Regions from separate parts of the Pan troglodytes genome. Here region 2 is linked to region 1. A link is a contact called in public Hi-C data. All regions are on one chromosome and are shown on one strand. Each heading gives the region's core, a stretch centred on a gene start, on an enhancer-like site or on the middle of the called end of the contact. The rest is flanking DNA. Distances are from core to core; before and after follow the strand shown. Region 1 overlaps RYK (receptor like tyrosine kinase). Region 2 holds the start of AMOTL2 (angiomotin like 2).

The links. A called contact is a pair of places that touch in the nucleus more often than the background predicts.
Region 2: a contact with region 1 is called in a Hi-C map of stem cell-derived neural progenitor cells, with 2.6 times the contacts expected there. The contact joins the promoter of AMOTL2 here to the enhancer-like site in region 1. A contact is called at or near these places in 2 of 7 Hi-C or Micro-C datasets (induced pluripotent stem cells and stem cell-derived neural progenitor cells).

What each region holds. Positions count from the first base shown.
Region 1 is chr2:137,434,859-137,441,058 of NHGRI_mPanTro3-v2.0_pri, forward strand. It overlaps RYK (receptor like tyrosine kinase), which reads right to left. Exons shown (of 18, transcript XR_008547108.2): 7 at 517-618. Among named protein-coding and RNA genes, the nearest start is that of RYK, 53 kb to the right of the region's middle. Within about 2 kb of position 4,548, at least 7 of the 24 cell types and tissues checked have an H3K27ac peak or open chromatin away from gene starts, as enhancers often do. A contact at or near this core is called in induced pluripotent stem cells and stem cell-derived neural progenitor cells, where this site is marked.
Region 2 is chr2:137,612,007-137,618,158 of NHGRI_mPanTro3-v2.0_pri, forward strand. It overlaps AMOTL2 (angiomotin like 2), which reads right to left and starts at 3,915. Exons shown (of 10, transcript XM_003310039.6): 1 at 3,645-3,915; 2 at 1-789. The coding sequence starts at 728.

The DNA.
Region 1 (6,200 bases), core at 3,298-5,797:
ATATTCTTAATCTTATTTTACTAAAGAATAAATGCCAGTCCAAAAAAGGATATCAGATCCGACATTCTCAACTTTCCAGTGGTAGCTAACTTCCTATTATGATTAAAAAACAATGTAAAGTCTTCACCATGGCCCATAAGACCATCAAACAATTCCTTACAGTCTAAAGTCTCTGTCTTTATGCAGCTCAATAGTTAATTCCATGTAGTTACCTGAAAAATCTTCCTTTTGAATTTCTATAGAAGTGACTTAGTAGCCCTTTTAGTATAATAAATCTATGGAAATCTCCCGAAAGCCACACCAATTCTAGCGAACTTAAATTTCATTTTTGATACCTCAATTTTAGAATGTTTCATTCAATGCTCTAGAAAGCAAAAGTTGAAGAGCATACCTAATTTTGCATACTTTAGATACGATTTACACAACATGTCCCACAAGTACACTAACCATGCAAGACCACTGGGAAGCAGCATAGACAACTTGAGTAAACTGGCTTTAGAATTAAATTAACTCTTACTGGTGATAGGAGTTGCATTGTTGGGCGTGTCTGCTCTCAGATACTGAGTCGTCTGGGTGGATGGCTGAGACAGCCCTTGGGAACTACTGCTGGCACTAATGCTGCAAACAATTTTTGAGAGAAATATTTGACAAGTCAGTTTCAATGAGAAATTTCCTTTTTCCATACATACAAAATGCACATAGCCATTAAAACCAGCCTAAAATCCTGACGGAGATCACAATAATTCATGATGTTCCAATACTGAAATTTTAATCTAACTCCTATAGAGCTCTATTTTTTCTTTCATTTCTATCTCCAAAATCATTAAGCGAGTTCATCTTATCAAAATTATTCAGAAATGTAGGTACTAGTGCTCAGACACCTCAGCTAATTGTCCTAAACTTCACACACAAATATGTTAGGGAACTACGGATCATCTCTCAAAAAAAAGAGCCCATGTCATTCAATTAGATTGCTTTTTAGAAAAGAAGAAGAAAGACAGGCCTCTTTCAATGATGGCCCAATATCAAATGACCTACAGATAAAGAAAGAGCAAACCAAATCAAATGTGCCAACATGCTCGGAGCTTAGAAAGGAGTATTGGCCAGGTGCGGTGGCTCACGCCTGTAATCCCAACACTTTGGGAGGCCAAGGAGGACAGATGACTGGAGGTCAGGAGTTCGACACCAGTATGGCCTACATGGTGAAACCCTGTCTCTACTAAAAGTACAAAATTAGCCGGGCATGGTGACGCGTGCCTGTAGTCCCAGTTACTCGGGAGGCTGACGCAGGAGAATCGCTTGAATCTGGGAGGTGGAGTTTGCAGTGAGTCAAGATTACGCCACTGCACTCCAGCCTGGGCGATAAAGTGACAGTCCATCTCAAAAAAAAAAAAAAAGTATCAAATTTGGTTCAAGTTTATTTAATCACAATACATTTTGCTTCTTCTACTTCCCCAATCCCTCCCTTTCATCCAACTTCTCGGAAATCTCTAGTACTTGAAACACTACACCATATTCTCTAAATAATACAGGACACCAAGAAGATGATAGGTTCAAATAATTGTAAACCTTGTGTTCAAGATTACTGCAAAGTAATGCTGCTCAAGCATGTAGTTTTATCTTTTCAGTGGGGAGAAACCTTGTCTCGTGGGTACATTTCGGTCTCACTGCCTTAGTTCTTATAATTTTGCAGCAGTGGAGACGTGAAACATAGAAATTCAGCATGAAGGGTGAAACCAGATGGCAGGATAGGTCTTTCAATGCCTCTCTTAGCTACAGGATCAGCAGTGCCCAATCAAGTCTCCAACTTTCCTTAATATGCAAAATCTTTTAACTGACCACTTCCCACATAATAATTCTGTATTTTCAAAAACTGGTGATTTTAAAAAATACATAATAAAGCTGAGTGCGGTGTGAAGCCTGTAGCTGCAGCTATTTGGAAGGCTGTTAGGCAGATCACTTTAGTCCAGGAGTTTGACGCCAGCCTGGGCAACATAGTGAGACCCTGTCTCTGAAACAAAACACACACACACACACACACACACACACACACACACACACACACACACGGCTGCTATGTAATCTATAACATTTATATATGAATGTTTATCAATTTCAAGAGCCCATACACAAATCTGAAAAATGTAAATATATAACATCCAGGCAATGAGGACTGTAAGTCTTTATGTAGCCTTTCTATGGCTAATAATACAATATACTACTATCTGCTATTGTAACCAAACATCTGTAGAAAGTCATAGCAAAAATTAAGATAGAAATGTCCTGCAATAAACATTTGGAGAGCACTTATAATATGCAAACCATTCTGCTCAGCACAACCATAGATCTCAAGATACATGTTTGCCTAATGAAATGCCCCCCCAGCATGCCTTCCCTGAAGATGTCCATCATTTTAGGTTATCTATTAGATTGGTGCAAAAGTAATTGCAAATTGCAGTTTTTGTCATTGCTTTTAATGCCATTGCTTTTAATGACAAAAACTGCAATTACTGCACCAACCTGATACTTCTTCTTGTGATGCTGCAGTTAGCCCTGTTTCCCCAGCAACTCTGCGAAGATACTTTGCAACTCAAAGAGACTATAATAAAGATTCATTAGGCTATCATCTGGTCAGAATGCTGGAAGAGCTTCTTTGGCTCAACGTTATTACAGAATTGATCTATATGAGTTTATAATGCAGTGGGTATAGGTCAATATAGAAAAGAGATGAAGAGCATAAACCGTGAAGTCAGAACTGCCAGTATCATCGATTACTAGTTGTACGGCCTAGGACAAACTATTTAATCCTCTGGAACCTCAAATTCCCTGTGGACAGAGTGTGCATAACACTATCCTCTGATAAGATTGCTAAAACGATTACATGAAAAATAAGTAAAGCATTTATTGCCTGGCCCTCAAACATATCTTTATAAATTATTGTTACTAATTTATAGTATACTACTATAGTTATATTAATTATGTGAATATTATGCATCTCCAGTCGTTAGAACAAAAAGGAATTACAGGACTCTGTTTTACAGTTGAGTACCACTCAAAAATCAAACCAGATATCAAAGCTGTTAGAAGTCCAGACTTCAATAATGGGGAGGGAAGAGGAGCATTACCATCCTCAAAAGGGGAGGAAATAAATGGGATTAAGATAATCTACCTCACAGGATTTTTGTGAGGCTCAAATTGTATGAGATATGTGAAAGTACTTCTTAAGTATTATCTGCAACCAACATCACTGATGACTAAGTGCACAGACACAGTCTCTCCATTAACTTAACGGTAGGTGGCACTCTTGTGCTACCTCAGAATTTTTGAAAAGACTGTAGGCACACAAAGGCGTTACAGGGACATCTATGTCAATTTTTCATTCCCTCAACAGATATTAAGTGGGTCCCTAAAATAAGCAAAGCACTATGCTAAGTGGTCAGAACGAAATTTTTTTTTGAATCCAAGACTTACTGTTATGAGAGAAGCAAGAAGCAATTAGGGACCTACCCCTGACATCCATTAAAGTCAACACCTACATAGCTATATCACAAGAGGTGGAAAATGAGATTAAAATGTATATTTGCTAGCACTTAATAGTTTATAGCCAGTCTAAATAAATTATCAATCTAAATAGATTATCTCATTTGATTTTCAAAAGCAAGTAAAATTATGTATGGAGATACTAACCCTGTCTTAGAATGAAGTCAGAACTTTGGGAAAGATCATAATTTTCCTTCAAAACACTTACAACAATTTGTACTTTTCTATTTTTCTCTGTAACTCCACTTCATCCATTCATTCCACAAATATTTATTAAGTATCTACTACATGTCAGGTACTGTACTGGGTGCTAGAGATACAGCAATGAATGCAACAGACAAAGACTGTGACCTCTACATTCCAGTAAGGATTTTTTTTGTTTAATATCTGTCTCACCCAACCAGACTATAAACTCCACAAAGGCAGGACAAGTGCCTGTTTATTCACCTCTCCTTCCCCAGCACTTATGCCAGTACCTGGCACAATAAGCCGCAAGTGGGCCAGAGTGAGCCCCAGTGACAGCTCAACTAACACTGAGTCAATCAATGAACAGAGAAAACCATGCTTCCCTGGGACAGAAAACATAAACCAGACAGAATGGTCATTTCTGACACAAACTGTTGTGAAAAAAGCAAAGAATGATTGGTAAAACAAAATGGTTTTTTTCCTCCCTCTATTCACTGGTTATTCAACCAAATAGTTACTGAGTATTTTACTATGTGTCAGACAGTTAGGCATTAAATATAAAATCAAAGATTTTAAAGGTAAACTCTGTCACCAGTAATGGCATGGGGGCGGTGGTGGGGATAATGGAAACTGGAAGAGAAAAATTAAGATGCTGCCAGATGACAAGTTCAAGCATCCCACAAAGGAGTAATAAACTTTCCTACAGTCACAAACTAACAGGGAAAGACTACAGTAGAGACACGCTGCAGACCAACCCCTCTGCAGGACTTCAGGGTGAATGTAAAGAGAAGCTCTGCCTATCCAGGACAGACTCATCAGGCATAACAAAGAGACTGAAAAGATCAATTTGCAGTGTTGAGAGAGGGAAAGCCACACACATGAGCTCCAACTGCCCTGGCATGAGCACATCTCAGGCAGTGTTAATTCTCTGCCTCTAATGAGATCTGTTTATAACAAGCAGTGGCTCCTAAGTGCCTGGAATGGAAGAATACTACCATCCCTTTCTAATGAATTCCACGGAGCCATGGGCTCCATCTAACCTCACCAGACTGTGTGAGGATTAACGGAGTTCATGAATGTAAAGCACAGGGAACAGTGCCTGGCACACAGCAAGTGTTTTATACAATGACAATAGTGGATTATTAACACATAGCTATTACAACACTGAGTCCCGCCTGCTCTGCCCTGCTCCTAGAAGAGCAATCCTGAAAAAGTTATTTAATCTCTTCAAGCCTATTTCTAGGTGGCTGTGTTAAGATAATACATATAAAGTACCTGGTACAGTACTGGTAAACAGAAAACACTCAATAAATGGTAATCCCAGTGGCCCCTATGCAGAGAGAGAAGCAGCAGATATCTCTTAAATGCTGTTGGATAACTGGATGTGAGCTTTCTGGTCACCATTGTTAGCTTGCCTGGCAGGTAATAAATAATTGTTAATAGGACAGGAAAGGGCAGAAGAACTTTGTCCATCACTATCAGTGAGAGGTGAAGCTGGCTGGGCTTCTGGGTCGGGTGGGGACTTGGAGAACTTTTCTGTCTAGCTAAAGGATTGTAAATGCACCAAACGGCACTCTGTGTCTAGCTAAAGGTTTGTGAATGCACCAATCAGTGGTCTGTGTCTAGCTGATCAGGTAGGGGACTTTGAGAACTTTTCTGCCTAGTTAAAGAATTGTAAATGCACCAATCAGCGCAGTGTCTAGCTAAAGGTTTGTAAATGCACCAATCAGCACTCTGTAAAAACAGACCAATCAGCACTCTGTAAAACGGACCAATCAGCACTCTGTAAAATGGGCCAATCAGCTCTCTGTAAAATGGACCAATCAGCAGGATGTGGGTGGGGCCAAATAAGGGAAAAAAAGCAGGCCACCGAAGCCAGCAGCGGCAACCTGCTTGGGTCCCCTTCCACGCCGTGGAAGCTTTGTTCTTTCGCTCTTCACAATAAATCTTGCTGCTGCTCACTCTTTGGGTCTGCACTACCATTATGAGCTGTAACACTGCGAAGGTCTGCAGCTTCACTCCTAAAGCCAGTGAGACCACGAACCCACCAGGAGGAACGAACCACTCCGGATGCACCACCTTTAAGAGCTATAACACTCACTGCGAAGGTCTGTGGCTTCACTCCTGAAGTCAGTGAGACCATGAACCCACCAGAAGGGAAGAAACTCCGGACACATCTGAACATCTGAAGGAACAAACTCCAGACACACCATCTTTAAGAACTGTAACACTCACCGCGAGAGTCCGCGGCTTCATTCTTGAAGTCAGCAAGACCAAGAACCCACCAGAAGGAACCAATTCTGGACATACCAGCATATTGCAACTTTATTAAAAACTTCATAAAATGCCATTTACTATACGTAGGGCTCTGTTTTAAGAGCTTACTGTATTTCATTAAAACCTCACAACATACCTACTAGGTGTGTATTTCTGCTTTACAGAGGAGAACTGAGACACACATAGGCTATATAACT
Region 2 (6,152 bases), core at 2,665-5,164, 180 kb after region 1:
TCAGCATGCTGGAAGTGCGGGCTGCCGCGGGCACGGTACCGTGGGTCAGTGACAGCAGTGGTGGTCTCATGAGCTAGTACAACATGAGGGTACTGAGGTGGGGGTCCTCGGGACTCTGGGCCCTCAGCAGGGGGGCACCTCAGTGGGGGGCCCTGCTGGTTGCGGGCCAGCTGTGGGAAGCTGTGGGAGGAGCTCATGTGGCTGGGGGCCCGGGCGCCGTTCCTCTCCAGGGACAACTGAAGGAGCCGTTCACTCAACGAGCGCACGTGCCCATGCCTCAGCTCCCGCAGGGCCTCGTCCTGCCTCCGACTGCCTCCCGGGACCCCACGGGGATCTCGGTCCCCCGCATGTGGCCGGGGCCCTGCCTGCTGGGCCGCATAGTACTGCGAGTGGGCTTTGGCCTCCTCATAGGTGGGCAGCTCCTCTCCCTTGCTGGGCTGTGGGCATAGCCGGTAGAGGGTGTTCTCTGCCAGGTGGTTCTCACCGCCCTGGTGCTCCTGGCCCTGGGGCTCCTGCCTGGTGGCCTGCTGCAGCACCTGACTGTCCTCTGGGGCCAGGATCTCCAGGGAGGCCTGGGGGCTCCCTGTACCCCCAGTTCCAGCCCCACCCCTCAGGGCCTGCTGCTGGATGGCTAGCAGCGTGCGCGTCTCAGTCAGGTTGCCGTAGCGCAGCTGCTCCTGGATGAGGCGGTGCAGGACTGTCCCCGAGGAGTCTTCCAGTGTCCTCATGCTTCTTTGGCTTGCACACAGCTGCCTGGACAATGGCCGGTGGCACCTGGCCCCAGAGCACCTGGAGTGGGGTGGGGAGAGAGAGAGAGAAAAGCAATCAGTGGGAACCCATGGGAAAGGAGAAGGCTTTCCAGGATTTCCATTATTACTCTGGTGGAAAGCATAAAAGTGAAGAGCAGGGGTGGGGCGGTTCACACAAGCCTGGGTTCAAGTACCAGTGCTGCCATCTACTGATTAAGACAAGTTACCTAATCTCTGAGCCTCAGTTTCTCCACCAGAAAAATGCAAAGAATTCTGCTTGACTCATGGAGATGAGGAAAAAAAAAAGAGGCAGTGGCCTGCGAGCTCCTGGCACAGTGAAAATCCTGGTAAACGATTACTAATGATAACATTCATGGAGACTTACTATTCCTGGAGAGAGACAACAGGAAACCAGAAGATAACCCACCAGGAACCACCACCCGTACAGCCAGCTACACATCAAACAGCCTGATGGGCAATTCTAAGGCAGGCCTAGTTCAGATCTAACCACTTAGCTATTCAGTCTAGGGGTGGATGGGGCCCCAATTTATTGGCAGGTGATAAAGAATGCATGCAGTCCAGTAGAAGCCCTAGGCGAAAGGCCCCCAGGACCCTCTAGACTGAGGCATGCCAGAGCCCAGCCTTGGCACAGTCAACCTACCACCCTCTAGACTGAGGCATCCCAGAGCCTTGGCACAGTCAACCTACCACCCTCTAGCCCGCTGAACCCCTGGCCACTTTTCCCACTCTCCCTGAACCAGAGAACTCCTGGAGGATGGGCTTGGGCTCTGCTTCATCAAGCGCTGCTGACAGAATGAATCTGGGGCTCCCTGTCATGGGATGACCTTGGCAGTCATTCTGCAAGGTGAACAGGAAGAAGGAGGAATTGCACCTGAATTGGTGAATAAAGGATGAATAAAAATGCTCCAAGAGGACAATGGTTTTGTAAGATGAGGCAAAAAGGTGCCACCCATTAAGGTTAGTGGGTCAGTCTTTGTGCTGACAGTAACTGCAAGAGAGCTCCAGGAAAAAGAAAGGATGGCATGATGTCTTTGATTTTATGATTATCCTCCCCAACACACACACACACACACACACACACACACACACACACACACACACACACACTTGCTACTTGGAAAAGCCCCCACTGGTCCTCTAGGCACATAAGGGATGGGCACTCAGCATCTTTCTTGACATCAGTGTCAAGGAAGCCCATCTTGACTTGGGCCAACTGGAGAAGTAAGGGGAGGCTGTTGGTTGAGAGACCTGGGGCAGGGGAGAGGGGACTGTGAGCCTAAAGTGCTGGGAGATTATATCGGAGAAAGGAGTTCCCTTCTAAGCCTGGGCTCCCAGTGGTTCATGGACTGGAAATCTGCCTGCCTCTCTCACCCAGCTTCCTTTCCACAGCCTCTTCCAACACAAATCTCCAAACTGGGATCCAGGGAAAACTAAACAGAATCCACACTGCCACAGGTCCTGTGTGTATGGGCAGGGGTTGGGGGGGGGGTGGGTGGGAGGAATGTGGCCCCTCCTCTGCCACTAAACTAGCCTTAGTGTCCTGCTTCAGTTTGGGCTATGGCATGTTGGCAGAGCAGCCATTCCCGATCTTTTCCCTCTCCCCACCCCAGTACTCCAGCTGCCCAGAGCTGGGGAGTGGGGGATGAGTCTGGAGGGCACCTCTGTACCCATCCTTCCTGGCACCCAGTCATGCGCCCCCACACACAACGAGGGGTAGATATGCAAGACTCCAGAGTTACCCGAGGCAAAGCAAGCAAATGGGATTCAATTCGTATGGGATTCAGTTCGCCCTGGAGTTTTATCTGCGGGCATTTCCTAAGATAATCACTCTCTGGGCCGACTCCCACAGAGAAGGCAGGGGAGCGGCAGGAAGGAATGCGGAGCCTTCCTGACAGATTCCAGGCGCTCCATAGTGTGCCCGGATTGGGAGCAAGGAACACCTCCAAGGCCTCTCATCGCGAATTTGTCCCGGCCAAGCCCCTCAGATTCACGTCCTTTCAGACATCAAACGCCTGGGCCTTTACAAAAACCTGCTTCCGCGCCCCCGGCCGCGAACCTCTGCTGCACTCGCCCGCTGCGCTCTCTGAAGGCCGCCTTTCTAAGCCAGCGCGCGTCTCCAGCCTTGGCCTGGGCTCCTGCTCGCCTAAGGAACCAAAGACAGTCTCCAAGCTAGGAGACTCTGGCACCCCAGCCAGGGCTCCCGCCCCACCACGAGCCCGGGCGGCTCCGGTGGCCGCTGGTACGCCTGGGGCGAGCCGGTGAGGGTAGCCCGAGGCCCGGAGAGGTCTTTAAGCATCGCGGGTCCGCCTCCCTCCCTCTCGAGCCCTCTTTGTTTTCCAAATACTCTAACGCTGACGTCACCGGGCTGGACAGCAGGCTGCATTCTTTCTAAGTGAGAGCCAATTCGTGGCTCCAGAGAGGATTTTCCAAGGAAGACAAAGAGGAATTCTTGGACTAGTTGGAGGCAAAGGCACCTGTAACCCCCACCTAACCAAATCAGCCCGCAGGACCCTGCAACTTGAGCTCCAAGCGGCGCCTCCATCCCTGTCCCCCGCCACCCCCACCCCCGCCGACCTGCAACCCGAAACACTCTGGCTGTTGTCTCCGGAGTCGGCCCTCTCCCCTCTCCCCCAGCCCCAAGAGACCCGCGCGTTTCTAGAGCCCCGCAAAGCCCAGCGCGCTGGGCTCCCTGGGCAGAGCGGCCCTTGCCAGGCACTGAGGCTGCCTCGAAAGGGCGCACTGCGCCCCGAGGACGCTCGATCCTCGAGGCTCCGACTCCCAGAAAAGGCCGGGTTGCGTCGAGACTCCAGCTTTGGCTGGGGCACGTTTCTGTGGCCTCGCGCGCTCTCCCGAGCGCCGAGCGGCCTTCCTTACCGCTGCGGCCCGAGGGTGCCCAGCGCAGTCAGACACCCCAACCTCCGGCTCGGCCCAGCTCAGCTCGGCGGCGAAGATGTGTTCTCGGCCGTGGCGCCGACGCTCTGGCTGTTCGCGCCCCAGCGCGCAGCCCCAGGGTCGGCCCGCGCCGGAGGCGGCTGCTATGCCAGGAATGTGAGAGTTTCAGGTTCCCCCTCGGGATCAAAGCGAACCACAAATAACCTCTCAGCGCGCCGCCCTCCTCCGCCCTCCGCCTTCTCCCGCTCCCTCCTCCCGGCCCCCGCCTTCCTCCGGGGAGGCGGCGCTGCTGGCCGAGCGCCGGCCCGGCCCCCGAGCTCCGTTCCTCTGCGCCCAGCGCCCTCCAGGCCGCGGTGTGTCCGCCCCTGCCCCCTGCTTTGCCTTCGGAGCTGCTGGAGACAATTTAATCCAACTCTGCCCATTATCGCCTCCACTCCCAGTCGCCGACCCGCTCTCACCCTTCATCCCTAAACCCATCGACGGGACGACAGCAAGGGCTGTACCACGCGTGTCCTGGGGTTGCTGCGGGAGGGGGCTCCGGCTGTGTGTGTGTGTGTGTGTGTGTGTGTGTGTGTGTGTGTGTACTGGGGGAGGGGGGAAAGGGAGGAGGGACTGCAAAGACATCCATATCCTCTGGGCTGGGACAGTGCCCCGGGCTAAGTGAATGCTTCCAGCCACAGAGCCTCTTTCCCCTAACCCCCGCTGTTTTCACCCCCAGCGGCAACCTTTGAATGCACTTTTGTTTACAAACACCTTCGCCAGCTATTTTACGACCGTCTCCACAGGAAGTGTGAATCTGGGTTGGAAGATCCGGTCAATTTGACCCACCTACCCAACTGAATCACCCGCCGCCAGGCGCTCTGTCCAATTCTTCCCCAAGGTGATAATAGGTGCCCCTTTACGCAGAGTGCAAGGTGTGCCACCGCTGGCTTTTCTCCCAGTCATCCGATTCAGCCCTGCCAAGCACCCTCCAACGGAGTTCTGTTATCATCCCTGTGTTGTAAATGAGGACACCAGGGCTCAGAGAGCTTAAGCAGCGTGCCCAGAGTCACACACAGTGAGAACCAGGTAATCAACCACTGGGCTGCTTGGTTTCTCATTCCCAAAACCCCTCCCTGGCTATCAGAATCCAGGCTCCCTAGATGGACAGGGCAGACACTGGGAGCCCTCCTCTCTCCACTTACCCTGTCCTTGCTTTAGTCTCTTCTTTACCTCCCCGTACACCCCTGCCAGCCAGGGGCTTTCCCCTGTGCCCACTTCTGTGGCTCCTGCATGGAATCCTCTCCTCTGCCCCCAGGACACTTCCACTGCTAGATGGAAACCCCTTCTTCAGAAAGCCTGCTCTGACACATGCTGTCCCCGTTCCCCACCACACAAGCCCTCTCTACAAGTCAGTTGGGGTGAGGTGGGGGCAGTCAGGCCCCTGTCCACCTGGAGAGTCAGGGCTGATTTCTACCCCTGGCTGGGTCCTCCCATCGGCATGGAGTTTGCAAGTCCCAAATTCACTGGAGGGAAACAAGGACAAGGAAATTCTGCAAGCTTAATTGCCAGGGACATTGTTAATTTTTAATAAAACTCACAAAAAGTGTGTGTGTGTGCGCGCGCGTGTGTGTTTTACTTGGAAGTCAAATACTGTGTTTCAAACAGTGATTGGATCTGAGATGATTGAGCAAATGGATCATTTGTGCCAAGCTACAGGATATTTGTCTTTCCAAGGATCCCCTTACGAAGAGAAGCTGTGATCAGTATACCACTGTAGGTAGGAATTTTAGAAGTGAAAGGAAAGAGGTCTCTGAGTGGCCTTACCTTATGGACAGCGTAATTGGTGGAGGCAGGGGAGTGGTTGTGGACATGTGCACTCTGGGGTTGTAAAATCGGGGAGAAAGACCACATGGTACAGTCCTGTCTTTCAGGCATTTGGGAGGATACCTGACAAAATGTTTGACAAATATTCTTGAGATGGTTGCAGAAAGGCGTCAGTTCAAGGCAGCTAGGGTGAAGGAGGTACATCTTGGAGTGGACAAGCCTGCTGCAGAGCCACACAGGCCCCCATGATTGCTAATTTCTGTCCCCAAAGGGACAGAAGCGGGAGAGGGATCCCAAAACCTAAATGAGAAATGTGCATGTACTTTTATTTTTCCTTTCCCTTTCTCTCTGCAGAAAGAACAGAAGGCAAGATCTGTCAGGCATGGCCTGCGGTGGAGCCTGCCTAAGCTGGCGGCCACCCCAGCTCTGCAGGGTAGTTGGTGGAGAAGGTGACCACTGTTCAGATGTGCCAGAGGCAGATGTGCACAGCGGACACTGGGCCGGCCAGCCTGCTTGCATATGAATCTTCACTTACAGCAGAGGCGAGAGAGGCTCTCTTAGTGAGCCGGTGCTTTCTTCTTCCACCTTTGTCTCAATCTACTTTGTCCCATTCTCCTTTACCTCCTCTCTTCCTCCTACAGGTTATGATTCTTCCCAGATGACAATGTGGCTGGCTGGGTCAGG